Linked DNA regions of Mus musculus: regions 2, 3, 4 and 5 are each linked to region 1. Evidence: chromatin contacts called from public promoter capture Hi-C data. All regions are on one chromosome and are shown on one strand. Each heading gives the region's core, a stretch centred on a gene start, on an enhancer-like site or on the middle of the called end of the contact. The rest is flanking DNA. Distances are from core to core; before and after follow the strand shown. Region 1 holds the start of Mfap3 (microfibrillar-associated protein 3). Region 2 holds the start of Hint1 (histidine triad nucleotide binding protein 1). Region 3 holds the start of Anxa6 (annexin A6). Region 4 holds the start of Ccdc69 (coiled-coil domain containing 69). Region 5 holds the start of Slc36a1 (solute carrier family 36 (proton/amino acid symporter), member 1).

What was found. Promoter capture Hi-C pulls out the DNA fragments that hold promoters and counts their contacts.
Region 2: a contact with region 1 is called in a promoter capture Hi-C map of hippocampal neurons, with 4 times the contacts expected there. The contact joins the promoter of Hint1 here to the promoter of Mfap3 in region 1.
Region 3: a contact with region 1 is called in a promoter capture Hi-C map of hippocampal neurons, with 5 times the contacts expected there. The contact joins the promoter of Anxa6 here to the promoter of Mfap3 in region 1.
Region 4: a promoter capture Hi-C map of stem cell-derived epiblast-like cells shows a contact between it and region 1, with 4 times the contacts expected there. The contact joins the promoter of Ccdc69 here to the promoter of Mfap3 in region 1. A contact is called at or near these places in 5 of 39 promoter capture datasets (3T3-L1-derived adipocytes, hippocampal neurons, liver and 1 more).
Region 5: a contact with region 1 is called in a promoter capture Hi-C map of hippocampal neurons, with 6 times the contacts expected there. The contact joins the promoter of Slc36a1 here to the promoter of Mfap3 in region 1. A contact is called at or near these places in 5 of 39 promoter capture datasets (3T3-L1-derived adipocytes, cranial neural crest, embryonic stem cells and 2 more).

The regions. Positions count from the first base shown.
Region 1 is chr11:57,517,344-57,519,949 of GRCm38.p6, forward strand. It overlaps Mfap3 (microfibrillar-associated protein 3), which reads left to right and starts at 1,322. Exons shown (of 3, transcript NM_180599.1): 1 at 1,322-1,369. It overlaps Fam114a2 (family with sequence similarity 114, member A2), which reads right to left and starts at 1,301. Exons shown (of 14, transcript NM_026342.3): 1 at 1,230-1,301.
Region 2 is chr11:54,865,065-54,867,670 of GRCm38.p6, forward strand. It overlaps Hint1 (histidine triad nucleotide binding protein 1), which reads left to right and starts at 1,319. Exons shown (of 3, transcript NM_008248.3): 1 at 1,319-1,536. The coding sequence starts at 1,426.
Region 3 is chr11:55,032,186-55,034,791 of GRCm38.p6, forward strand. It overlaps Anxa6 (annexin A6), which reads right to left and starts at 1,286. Exons shown (of 26, transcript NM_013472.5): 1 at 1,174-1,286.
Region 4 is chr11:55,076,811-55,079,416 of GRCm38.p6, forward strand. Ccdc69 (coiled-coil domain containing 69) reads right to left here and starts at 1,321. Exons shown (of 7, transcript NM_177471.4): 1 at 1,203-1,321. The coding sequence starts at 1,250.
Region 5 is chr11:55,203,040-55,205,645 of GRCm38.p6, forward strand. It overlaps Slc36a1 (solute carrier family 36 (proton/amino acid symporter), member 1), which reads left to right and starts at 1,301. Exons shown (of 11, transcript NM_153139.4): 1 at 1,301-1,449.

The sequences.
Region 1 (2,606 bases), core at 72-2,571:
TCCCCTAGAGTCATGTCTCTATTAGGGAAGAAGCAAGGGTGACAGGCTAGAAAGGTAGACCAAGAATATGCTGCCTAGTGTTCTCCCTCCTCTCCTCTTCTTTTTCTGCTGCCATCTTGTCTCTCCCTCCCAATAAAACCTCTTCCACGTGAAAAAAAAAAAAAAAAAAGGTGTTGCCTAGACTCTATGGGTACACGATATGCATATATTAAACTGTCCCAAAAACTCATAGAAAAAAAAAATTCCATACACAAGTACCAATTGCCATGCAAACTAACTCAGAAAAATAGAAAAATAACTCGTTTAACTTATTCATGGCAAGAACCTTTTGCATATGGACCCAGTTCTGGAGACAGAGAAGATATGTAAGGCAATTTCTGCCCCTGTCAGTCCAAAGGCTGATCTAACAAAAAGACACCGACATGCTTGCCCAAAGTTCAGAAGGTGTTCTTGCAGCTGTATAGACACTGTTTTAGAGCTACCTTTTTCTTCTTTCTCCGAGTTACAACATATAATATATAGTCTCTCGATTTGCTCTATGTAAGCAAATAGAACGCACATATTGCATACGTTCATTTAAATTTTATGAAACTAGAACATTCCGATTAGTAAACTCCAGCTGTCCCTATTATTTCACTTGCACAATAGAGATTTTAATAAGCATCGAGGACGTGCCAAGAGTTTAGGCTGAGTCAGGAGACAAGATTCGTGAGTGGTGATGTCCCTCTCCACCGTTCCTATAAGTAAGATTAAACACATACCAGACATACGGAATTGTACTATTTAATGTTTTCCGGGTATGGTTTTTCCTGATTGGAGGAGAACAATCCAGGTGACTGGAGAAGTCAAACAAGGCGCCTCACAGTCGAGACACAAATATGCCCAGAGCACACGCGTGACCATCGCCTTTACCCGGAGGCGGCGTGGCTGGCGTGGCTGACTAGCTGGAAGCCGAGCCTGGGGTCAGCGCTGCCGCCGGTCCGTGCGACAGGGAGCCCCAGCTGCAGGCTGCGGCGACTCCCCAGCTAACGTGGCGGGTCTCTCGTCTCCGCACGTCCGCACGCAGGTCCCACCCCCAGGCCTCAGGTAAACAAGCTCTCCAGCCCTTCGGCCGGCAAGCCCACCAAACATGGCTGGAAGCGTTGCAGCCCCTCAACCCGTGACCCCGAGACCCCCCAGCCTTCGCCGCCCTCACCCGGAAGCCCCACAACCCCGACACCGCCCCTCACCGCGGCCACCGCCGCTCGCTCGCCGATCCGACCCGACCGTCGCGGAAGTACTCCTGACCTCAGCGCGGAGGCGGGGTCGCCGTCGAGGAGTACTTCCGGGTCAAGCATCCTCTAGGGCGGAAGGCGCTGACTGCAGAGAGGTGAGTGAATCCGCTGCTCCGGTGGCTTCCTGAGAGGTAAAGGATGCTTGAAGCTGGACACGGGGGATGCCAGGATGTCCGCCCTCCGTGAAGGCTGGGTGTGGGTGTCGGGGTTCCGCCATGAGGTATTTCCAGAATACTCGAGGGCCAGCGACGATCCGGGACACAAACTGGGAATTCAGGGCGGGCCCTGCTCTCAGCTCACTGCAAAGGTGGTGAGGAAGGGAGACCACCACCATCAAAACAACGGAATCTGAGGGGGTAGTTAAGTGCTTTCGTCCAAGTTTAAATGCGGTGATGGAACGGAACTGAGTGAGGAAGTGAGAAGGGGGAAGCCTGCCTGTAGGGAGGAGGAGTAGAGGTTTTGAATAAATAGTAAAGGGAGACGGGGGGGGGGGGGGGGGGCGGAGAACTTGGGCACTGGGTCTTTGTGAGGTCGGTGACCAGGCGTTTGACTTAAAATTTGGAACTCGATGGGAAGTAATTGATAGTTTCTAAGCAGGAGAGTGATATGCTTTTGATTTGTAATTTTAGATGTGCAGTGCATCGCTTCATTTGTCCCTGGGCAGTTTATCCAAGAAGACATTAAGCAAAATTGTGTTAAAATATGGGGTGGGGGGGGCACCTGAAACCCTAAAGACTTGCTTTCGAGTGTCTCGCTGTTGTGTTGTGTTGGTGTATAGCTAAGTGGGAGTGCGTTTGCCTGTCATGTGCAAGACCCTGGGTTTGATCCTGAGCACAAAAAAAAAAAAAAAAAAAAAAAAAAAAAAAAAGGAACAGATTCCCCTCCTCTGTTCAATCCCTTACATCAGTGTTCAGATGTAACTGCCACTTCCTAAAACCCTTCAAATGTTTGACTTTACTTTCAATAGTAATTCTTTACATTTCCGTATGCTGATATTCTCTACGACCTTACTAAATGCCTGTTCCTTTGAAGATTTGCAAGTTCAAGGCTAGCCTTGGCTACATTGTGAACTCTAGGCCAGCCAGAGCTAAGTAACCACATCCTGTCACAAACAAAAACGTCTGGTCCAACAAATAAACCAGAAAAAAGATTTCTTCTGGTTTTCTTTTGTAAAGGAAAAATGTATAGGAATGTATCTTGGGCCACTAGTAACTGTCTTGTCTTTTACATGTTGCCATTAGTATTATAGTGACAATTCTGAAAAATTTTGGTCTTAGAGTCCATTGCACTTAAACTTACCAAGAATTTTGAAGAGTTTTGTTTAAATAGATT
Region 2 (2,606 bases), core at 69-2,568, 2.7 Mb before region 1:
GGCATCTGACTTCCCTGGAGCTGGAGTTACAGGCAGTTGTGATGTTTGTGCTGGCCTCTGTGAGAACAGTTTGTGTTCTTGATCGCTGAACCATCTCTCTAAGTCCCCAAGGTTTCTTCCTATGGCCACTTGGAGATTGTCAGATAAGAGGGCCAGGAACAAAATCTAATGAGGTATGGAAATGGAGGCTTAGCGTGCAGGAAAAAAAAAAAAAAAAACCAACATCCAGAGGGCAAGGGTGTGAGATGTTGAAAGAAGACAAGGGTAACAACTGTAGCAACCAGGCCAACAGATCTATATGACAACTGCGATTGTCTAGAGAACGCTGATTGGAGGTCCTGCCTAATCCCGACAAGGAGGAAATGACCCAAAGGACCAATGATGACAAAGTGCACACCATATGTAGAAAACACTTTTTAGGAGGAGCAAAGGGATAGAGAGGAGGAAGGGTGGAGGTGGGGCCAAGGAAGACTTTTTGTTTCTTCCAGGTGGAGCATCTTACCTGAAGCTGATTCCTGCCGGGGAAAATGGCCCAAGAGGCTTACAAACAACTGCCACCTAAGGTCTCATCTCTGCAGTCTTGGACTTAATTGATGCAGAGTGTGGCCAGAGATGTTTAAAGAGCTCCCAAGTGGTTTTTAGTGTGTAGTTATGACTGAGAATTGCTGCCACACACAGCAAGAAACAAACAAACAAAAAAACCCCACCTGATGTAAGACTTCACCTGGCTCTTAGCTAAGGCCTCAAACAGCTGAGGGTTTAAACGATCACGGTCAAGAGCACTTGTTCCTCTTGCAGAAAGGACCAGGCTTCAGTTCCCTCCACCCACATGGCTCACAACTGTAACTCCAGTTCCAGGGGATCCAAAGCATTAGATGTGATTCACTCTTACACATGCTTGCAAAATACTCATCTACATATAAAATAAAAATCTTTTTTAAAAAATTAAAAAAGGGAAGGCTAAGGTATCACACCCAGTAAATGTGATCAGAACAACTTGAAATAGAAACCAGACTGTTCTGGAGCAGGGTCTCGGGTAGCCCAGGCTGGCCTCAAACAATGTGGAGAAGGATGAACTAAACTCTTCCATCCTCCTGTCTTCATTTCTCAAACTCTGGGATTACAGGCGTGCAGCACCAAGCCGGGCTCGTGAGAGGAAGGGATCAAACCTAGAACTCCGTACGCGCTTGGAAAGCACTGTACCAAGCCGAGCCTCCTCCCAGAACTGGCAAATCAAAATTTCCTATAGAGGTGCAGAGGCAAAGAAAGGGCGTTTCCTCCGCCCATTTCGTTCCCTCGCTCGCCGCACGCCGGCGCCAGTGCGCACGCGCAGGCCCACCGGGCGCGAGCCGGCAGTCTCCGCGCGCTCCCGCGGTTCCTCTCCCCACTGTGGCCGCGGCGCGGGAAGGACAGTGAGCGGCCGCGATGGCTGACGAGATTGCCAAGGCTCAAGTGGCCCAGCCCGGCGGCGACACGATCTTCGGCAAGATCATCCGCAAAGAAATCCCCGCCAAGATCATCTTCGAGGACGACCGGGTAGGCTTGCCGCTTGCCCGGCGACACGCCGGCGTTCCCTGAGGAGCCGCGGGCCTGAGGCGACGCGCGGCCCGGCTGGCCTGGCCCTGCGCCCGCGTGGCCCTGCGGCGCGTGCCTGCGCTCGGGTTACGCGTTATCGGCCGCTCGGCCCGCCGCGTGTCGCGGCCCTGGTGAGGTGATGCGGGCGGAGGCCCCGGGAGGTGACGCCCGCCCGGGCCCCCTGTAAAGTGCAGACCCGTGGGGTGACGCCCACCGGGGCCCGCGGCCGCCACCCACCACGCGGGTGTCAATCTGGCCTTCGGGAAACCGGATCCTGCCCCCGGCGCAATCTCCGCGATCTCCCGCGCGCAGCGGTCCCCGCACTGCGAGGTGACCGGGGATTCGAGATCCTTATGCTCCCTGTCCCCTGCTCCGGCTGCAGACGTTGCCTCTGGGGACTGGAATTAGCCCTTCAAGCTTTTTAAAAAAATACTGCTTTAGGGTGTTTTGTTTGTTTTATTTTAATAGATCGGCTTCACTACTCTAGGCAGGCCATGAACTTGCTGACTAACTAACTGGGGCGGACCTTGAACCCTTGATCCCCCGCCTCCACCACCCATATGCTAAGGATTGCAGGCAGCCCACACCCTGCTGATCGGAGAAAACATTTATGGTGCAAGATCCAAAGTTGTATTTTTTCCCCTCCTTGATAGATGAAATCTCAGTCGATAGTGAAGACCAATTTTGTAAATTATTCCCTAGACAGTTCTGTTTATGGCTTTCAGTCTCACATAAAGCAGGGTGGGAGCTTGGCCCATTGACCAAAAGGTTTTATACGGGTTTGTTCAGTTCACTTTAAGAAACATGCAATATGAGAAAGCATTAATGCTACTGGTAATGTTCACATAGACTTGAAATAGTACTCCAAATTTCATTGGGTTCTTGAGGTGAGTTTTATTTAAATTGCCTGTATTTGTCACTAGTCTTAGAAAAAGGCCCATTTCATTTACAAAGTTTGCAAGTCTTTTAGTGTGTTCTGTAATCCCAGTCCCACCATCCATAAGACTGGCCAGCCTGTATTATGGAATAAG
Region 3 (2,606 bases), core at 36-2,535, 2.5 Mb before region 1:
AACAGTTGAATTGGCGGGGGGGGGGGGGGGGGGGGGGCACCGGAAGTGGCGGCCACCTCAGCAGACCACTATGGGGAACAAGGGCCCAGAGAGAAAAGAAGTCCTTCCAAGTGTCCCAGGCAAGCTGCAACTCATGGATATGGGAGAGGATTGCCCAGGGTCTTCCTGCAGGGCTTAGGGCCTGCAGCCAGAACATCAGGGCATACAGGGGCTGAAATAGTTCCCGGGGGATAAGAAAGGCTGGAGAGTCAAGCTATTCTGTCGGAGAGGTGGGCTCAGCAGCTTCAAGATGTGATCTGGCCAGGTGAGGTGAAATGGAGGGCAGATTCTAAGGGAACACCAGGATCCCCTACAAATCCTGGAGCCATATGCCCAAATTTGGAAGTGTCTAGTAAGACCCACCAGAGTTTAGACAAAAGGGGGTGGGGCGGGAGTGGGGCGGGGGTGGGGGGAAGCAGAAGCCAGATTCTCTCTAAAGGAGAGTTTCATCGACCACACCTGTACTCAAGATTCCCCAACCAGCAGCCAAATCAAACCCACTTTCATAGGACTGAAAGCGGGGGTTATCAACACTTGTGAGATGGGGGCTCAGAGAGGGAAAGGCGGCTGGCTCAAGGCCACACTGCAAGTTGGTGGTGGGATCTGGATTCGAGGTCAGTAGGAAGCATCTAACTAAGACCCTGAAAAACTGGGAAGGAGCCGGGTTGGCTTAGGAGAAGCAAAATTCAGAGTGGGACCTCTGCATCTTGCTAAGAGCCTCTGCGGCTCCCGGAAAGGTGAGCATCTCCGGAAAGACAGCAGGTCCTTCCTCTGACCCGCATCAGGGAGCCTTTCTCCCGGACCACACCACGAACCGTCTGGTGCTCAGCAGACTGTTCAATTCCTCAAGCTCTCCAAGTTGAGTAACTCACAGCCTCCCGCGAGGGTCACCAAGTTTTTCCACTACTTTAGACAATTAGGCTCCTGGGTCTTGGACCACACCCTCGGCGGGGCCGGGCGGGGGGCACCAGCTCCCCTCCCCCCTCAGGGTGCTGTCAACCAGCGCCAGCACTTTGGGTTCCCTCCCGGGACACACCCAGCCGCGACACCCCGGGGTGACCGCACACCAGCATGGACCCGACCAGGTCCCTTCAGTCCTGGACCCCGTGTCCCGCAGCGACTCTGCACACTCACCGCGCTAGGGAGGCCTCAGATCAGGGCGTATGGACAGACGCAGCTCGAAGCCCGTTAGCCTAGCAGCAGCCGCAGCGCAGGCTGGGCGCACGGTGGAGGGGGACACGTGGCGCGCAGGGGCCAATCGGATTCGCTCGCTGCCCGCCCCGCCCTGTCCAGCCCCACCCCGAGTGCTTCTTTTTTGGAGTTTGGGTGTCACCGGCTGCAGGGGAAGGGCATGGGGGAGGGCGCCCTCGGGGGAAACCTGCCACCTCTTACCTGGGTCGTTTCTGACCCCAGCCCTGACGTCACCTCCAGAGGGTAGGGGATTTGGCAAAGGTCACGCTGCCACCCAGAAATAGAAGTCAAATTAATGTCCTGTTCTGGACACATTCTCCAACATTCCTGCTACTCACCAAAGCTTTGTTGAGAAATTTGAAGCTTGCCAAAATTGAAGTTGAGACCTTACCTGACTGATCAGATTTCACGCCTTCCTGCCCTATCGGGTCACAGGCGTAGTCACCTACTTTGCAAGGAAGGAAAGACCAGAGAAGACCGCGCCTCGCCCAGGGTCACTCAGCTTGCAGATTGTGGGGTTGGAAATCTAATTTAGATTTGGCCTTGGGGAGTGGGTTCTGGTTGAAGAGGGAGTGATAGGAGGACCAGAAGTTGTCATCCAGGTCTGTGTGGAAAAGCGGTACAACCTCTGGAAAACAGATAGCCCAGCTTTGATAGAGAAATCTCCCTCAACCCCCAACCCCCGCCCCCACCCCGCCCCCACTGCCTGGTGGCCACAGCGGACAGCAGACTTCTGTTTGTTAATAAGTTCCTTGAGTTTCTTTAAAGGGTCATCCTCAGGAGCCAACTAGCTGCCTCAGAAGGCCAAGGTGCTTGCTGCCCTACAGGGGGCTCGCACATATTTTTTGCACTTCAATAAAGAAAATGTAATTTTTAAAAGTTAAAAGTTTAAAAAATATTATCTCCAGAATCTGTCACTCGTTCAGAGAGTAGTAAGCATCTTCCAAGATCTAGTTGGAAAATTGTCCTCCGTTTGTTTGTTGCTTGTTTGTTTTTCATTTCACCCAAAGAACACTTACTGAACCTCTGGTGCAAGCTAGAGCAAACTGAACAGGTGAGCTCTGCTGCCCAGCCCCACCCTTGGGACCTGCCAATAGACAGAGGTTTAGATTTCTCTATGGGAAGCCTGGGGCTAAGGTGGAGGAAGCACTTGGGGCAAAGCAAGTGGGGCAGTGTCACCTTCAGAACGAGAATGATGCCATTACAACTTTTGAGAGGAGCAGATTATCAGCAGAGCCTGCATCCCAGCACTGAGAGGCTGGAGCAGGAGGATCCGGAATTCAAGGTCATCACTGGCATCAAGGCCAGCCTGGGCTACACGAGACTGTCTCAGAAAACATGCAATAATAATGGTCTGGGGGTTGTGGCTCAGTTTG
Region 4 (2,606 bases), core at 71-2,570, 2.4 Mb before region 1:
TTGAAAGTTTGGGGCCAATCTAGGCTACATATTGAGAGCTTGTCTAAAAAATCTGAACAAAAACATCCAGCCTGCTGTGGTGGGGAGGCTGGTAATCCCAGCATTGGAGAGGCAGGTGAATTAGCAGTGCAAGGCCAGCTTTGGCTACACATTAAGTTTAGGACAGCCTGGGCTACACCAGACCCTGTCTCCAAAAGTGGGGATGGGGAGAAAAATAAAACAATGAAAAGTTAGTCCAAGTGCAGGGGAGGGTTCAGAGAACACACACACACACACACACACACACACACACACATTGACAAAGTTAGGGGTAGATAAACAGAGGTAACAGGAAGACTAATGAGCTGAAGTTCCTTGCAAAATTAATCATTTTCACAGTGGGGACTGATGAAGTTCACGGGCTGTCCATCCCCACAAGGGGTGGAGAGACTGGCAGACAGGAAAAAACGACTAGGACTCTAGAGTGCCTGTTTCCTTCTCTGGGCCCCCGGCTGTCCTCAGTGGATTTGGCCCTGAATCTAGGCTCTGACCTCCTGACGTTTCTCAGACCTCAAGGGGCAGAAACCTGAGTCAGTCTCTTGGGCTCTAACCCAGCTTCAGGGCTCTGGGGCGGGAGGGACAGGAAGGAGGAGAGAGCTGCAGGAGACTACAAATCAACTCCCACTTTGGCTCCTCCCAGCTACCCTAAGGGCAGCCCACGCACCGCTCAGTTCCCGCAGGAAGCCCTGACCCGCTTCCTAGGCTCTAAAGGGTGCAGTGATCCCAGGCGAAACTCGTTAAGAGGCAGCCTGTGTCTAGCAGCCCTTGGGCAGACCAGGGAGTTGAGGTTTCCAACAGGTCTCAGGTGATGCTGGTGCTGTCCGGCTGTGGACCTATCAGAGATTGCCGGCCTTAGACCTTAGCTCAAGGCGCAGAGAGGTTAAGAACTCTGTCCTCTACTACACAGTGACAGCCCCACACTGAAGGCCACCTGCCACGGACACACCAGTCACCTCCCCGCGGGGACAGCAGGGTCAGCTGCAGTTTGTCTGGGACTGAGTGTGTTAACTCGGCTTCTGATTGCCGGGTCGGGCGGAGACAGAGCACCCCCACCCCCGCACCCCAATCTCCATGACTGCCCCCCCCACTGCTGTCCATCTGGTGTCCTCTGCTGTCCCTCTGAGCGCCCCCCAAGCAGACCTCCGTGTGCGGGCTCCCGGTACCTTCTCTGCGCGCTTGCCGCGGCTGTGCCGGCTTTGCCTGCAGCCCATCCTGCTTCGCGCGTCCCGCTGGCTGTGACTCTCAACCGCCCGGAGCTGCAGCCGCGCCGGCTGCGCGCCTTAAATGCCGGAAGAGCAGGGCCTGCGCGGGGCCCCGGCCGAGCCGGGGCCGGGCCAGGGCAGGTGCCAGCGGCGCTCCACGCCAGAAGTACCTGAGGCCGGGGCAGGAGAGATCCCCAGGAGCCACAGATGGTTCTCAGGACCCTCTGATGAGAAAGAGCTGAGAGGGAAAAGAACGAAAACAATTAAACCAGGCGTTGTGGCACACGTCTGTAATCCCAGTTCTGAGGAGGTGGAGGCAGGAGGATCACAAGTTCGAGGACAGTCTGATATATATAGGGGGTTTAAGACCAGGCAGGGCTACATGATAACCTGTCATACAAAGGGAACGGGGTTGGAGAGAGATCTTAGCAGTTAAGAGTATTTTTCTGCCCTTCCAGGGAACTATGGTTCAACTCCAGACACCCACATCGGGTGGCTCAAAGATGCCTGTCCGGCTCCAGCACATGGGCCTTTTAACCTCTGAAGGCACTGAGGGTGAGTGCCTATAGACCCAGCACTTAGGAGGCTGAGGCTGGAGTTTCAGGAAGAGGCTACAGAGTAAGTAAGAGCTTATCTCAAAAACAAAACTAACCAAGCAAGCAACCAAAAGAACAAGCCAGCTGCAGGCTCAGTGGGAAAGGCAGTTGCCTGTGATGCCGACTTGAGCTCCATCCCCAGGCCCCACTTGGTGGAAGGAGAAAAGGAACATGCATGCCAAGGCTCACACACTGCATTACCCATTCATAACTAAATCTACATTTCCTGAGCTGAAAAGGCCAATCAATTTGCAGTTCCAGGAGCCTGAGGCAAAAGGACAACCACAAGTTGGAGGTCAGTCTAGGCTACAGAGTGAGCCCTTGTCTCAAAAGAAAATGAATTAAAATTATCTCAGTGAGTAAAGGTGCTTGCTACTAAGCTGATGACCTAAATTCAATTCCCAGGAAAAAGAGAGCCAACTCCTGAAATTTGTCCTCTGATCTCCATATGTAGGCCATGTGCACACATGTGTGCACACACACTCACTCTCCCCTCTTCAATAAACAAATGAATAAATGAAATAAAAGTATACTTCAGAGAGGGACAATGCTGGTAGCAAGGCCCAGAGCCCAGGTCAAATGCTCCCCCAAACCTGGCTTTTGTAACACCCCTGCAAATAAATGACACCCACTTTCATTGTAAGCTTTCCACAAGGCTGGGCCAATAGCTTTCCCCAGCTCACAAGATCTGTGTGACATAGTCTTCTCTCCTCAGGACAGACACTGCAAGCTTGCCAGATGCAGTGGGAATGGGGACAATAGGGTCAGA
Region 5 (2,606 bases), core at 51-2,550, 2.3 Mb before region 1:
TGTTTATATCTCTGTGTGTATGGAGTACATGTATGTATGTGTGAGGTGTATGGAACATATGCATATGTGTATGTATGTATGTATGTATGTATGTATGTGTGAGGTGTATGAAGTATATGTGTGTGTATGGAGTATATGTATGTGTGTGTGGTATATGGAGTGTGTATGTGTGTGTGGTGTATGAAGTATGTGTATGTGTGAAGTTGTCTTTGCATCTCTGTGTGTGTGGTATATGGAGTATATGTATGTATGTGTGGTATATGTTTGTATGAGTATATGTGTATATGTGTCTGTGATGTATGGAGTATATGTTGTTTGTGTGTGTGTATGTGTGTGTGTGGTGTATGGAACATATGTGCATGTACGTATGTGTGTGGTGTACGAAATATATGTGTGTACATGGAGTATATGTACGTGTGTGGTGTATGGAGTATATGTATGTATATGGTGTATGGAGTATATGTCTGTGTGTATGTGGTGTATGGAGTATATGTATGTGTGTGTTTGTGGTGTATGGAGTATATTTATGTGTGTGGTGTATGGAGTGTGTGTGTGTGTGTATGTGTATGTGTGTAGCATATGGAGTATGTGTGTGTGTGTGTGGAGTGGGGCATCGGGGAGTCAGATGGTGACATTGTCTGCTTGAGTTGTTCCCTCAACTTTTTTTCCCCACAGGTTCTCTCACTGAACCTGAGCCCACTGTTTTGGCTAGATCAGTTAGTCTGCTGAAGAGACCAAGGGATCCTTCTGCTCTGGCCCCAAGCTCTGGTGTTACTGGCACACATTGTCTTGCCTGGCTCTTTATATGTACTGGGAATCTTAACTCAGGTTCTTATTGTATCCAGTAAACCATTTTCCCAGTAGCCCCTTTTAAATTTTTTTGAAGCAAGGTATCTTTAAATCACCCAGGGTATCCTTGAACTCACTCTATAACCCAAACAGGCCTTGAACTATTTTTCTTCTCTGCTCTGGTATTGCAGTCTTGTACCATCAGGCTTAGCTGCACGATTTATTTTTTAAAAGGTGCAAACTTGTGATTATAAACCAGTAAATGCACGTTAATATATGCTGAACAAATAAATTTTAGCAAGGCTAAAAATTACGGATATTTTGCATGCCGACTTCCCTGGAGACTGCCTCAAAATCTAGGTCGTCTGCCTTAGCTCTGTGGTGGTCTCAGAAGCACTGCCCTTTCTGAAGCAGCGGCTGACGGCCGCCAGGTGGCGCTGCAGAACAAGGGTCCGGGAGGAGGAGCACGGAATGGAGCGGCACGTGACCTGGGCTAGGGAGCCAGCATCACGTGACAGGGCCCGGAAGCGGCTGTCCAGGAGGCTAGAAAACCATGGCTAGGGGTCGGCGCTGAGGCTACGCGAGGTGGGCTGAGCAGGAGCGGGAGCCAGAGCCGGAGCCGGAGCCGGAGCGGGAGCCCGGGCCGGGCAGGGCCGACCGGTGAGTAGTGCGTGCCCTGCGCTGCAGTCGGGAGTCACCTCCTGCTGTAGCACCTCCCGCCAAACGGATGCTGCTGCTCAGGGACAGGTCACCCGTGGGGTGGGGTCTCCCATGCACCTTTGACAGGTGTTCAGTCATAGTTCCCAGGTGACATCGGCAGTCACTGACGGCTAGCTCGGACCAACCCTTCGTTTGCAGATGTGGCTGTTCGAGCTATGCCCTTGCCTTGGGTCACAGGGTACCAGACCGCAACTCCTTTCCTCCGAGAGTAGGGGAAACTGAGGTCCAGGGCTGTGTGTGGGCTTCCGAGGTATCCCTGCAGCAGGGTGTCAGCTTCTGCAACTGTTTGTTTTCTGCCACGTTGCCATCTGCGGGGAAACTCGCCCTGTGAAAAGGCACTTGTCCCTTCCGCTGTGGGTCGCGCGTCCTTGTTTAGCTCCGCTGTGTCTGGGCTCTCCACGCCAGGCTTGAGTTCTGGGTGTGGTTCTGTTCACTGATGGCTTTTTCCTTTCCTTTCCTTTCCTTTCCTTTCCTTTCCTTTCCTTTCCTTTCCTTTCCTTTCCTTTCCTTTCCTTCTTTTTTCCTCTCTCTCTCTCTCTCTCTCTCTCTCTTTCCTCATCACTCAGCAGGCTTCGTTTCTAACCGTTCTGCAGTTTTGTGGAAGTCACTTAGAAATATGAAATAGGACCTGGGATAGACTGGAGGGACCAAGAGAGCTCTAGGGCATGAAAAGCACAGATGTTAACTTGAAGACCGCTTGCTTTTTGTTTTGTTTTCTGAAATTTGACAGATTCAGGTAGCGACTGCTTATATGGATGGAATTAGGGGGTGGGGGCTTGTTGAGTCAGGATAGCAACATAGTGTCCTGGAAGGAATTGACTTTGGGGAATCTGCAGAGCGTGTTTTAGCTTTTGCCTCTTGCTTGATGCCTTAGGTGACTTTGAATCCTCCCTCACCCGGGTTTACATTTTCAGTGTATGAATGATGGTAGGGTCCTTTTGTTATGAAACTCATATTTTTCCTGTTTGATTTTGTTAGGAGAGATTTACCCCCTCCTTGTAATCTGTAGGCAGTAGCCTACAACAAGAGTAGATCTTGTTCTAAAAGAATTTTACCTGTTTCTAATTGTCTTGAATCTGCCCCCCCCCCATTTATGG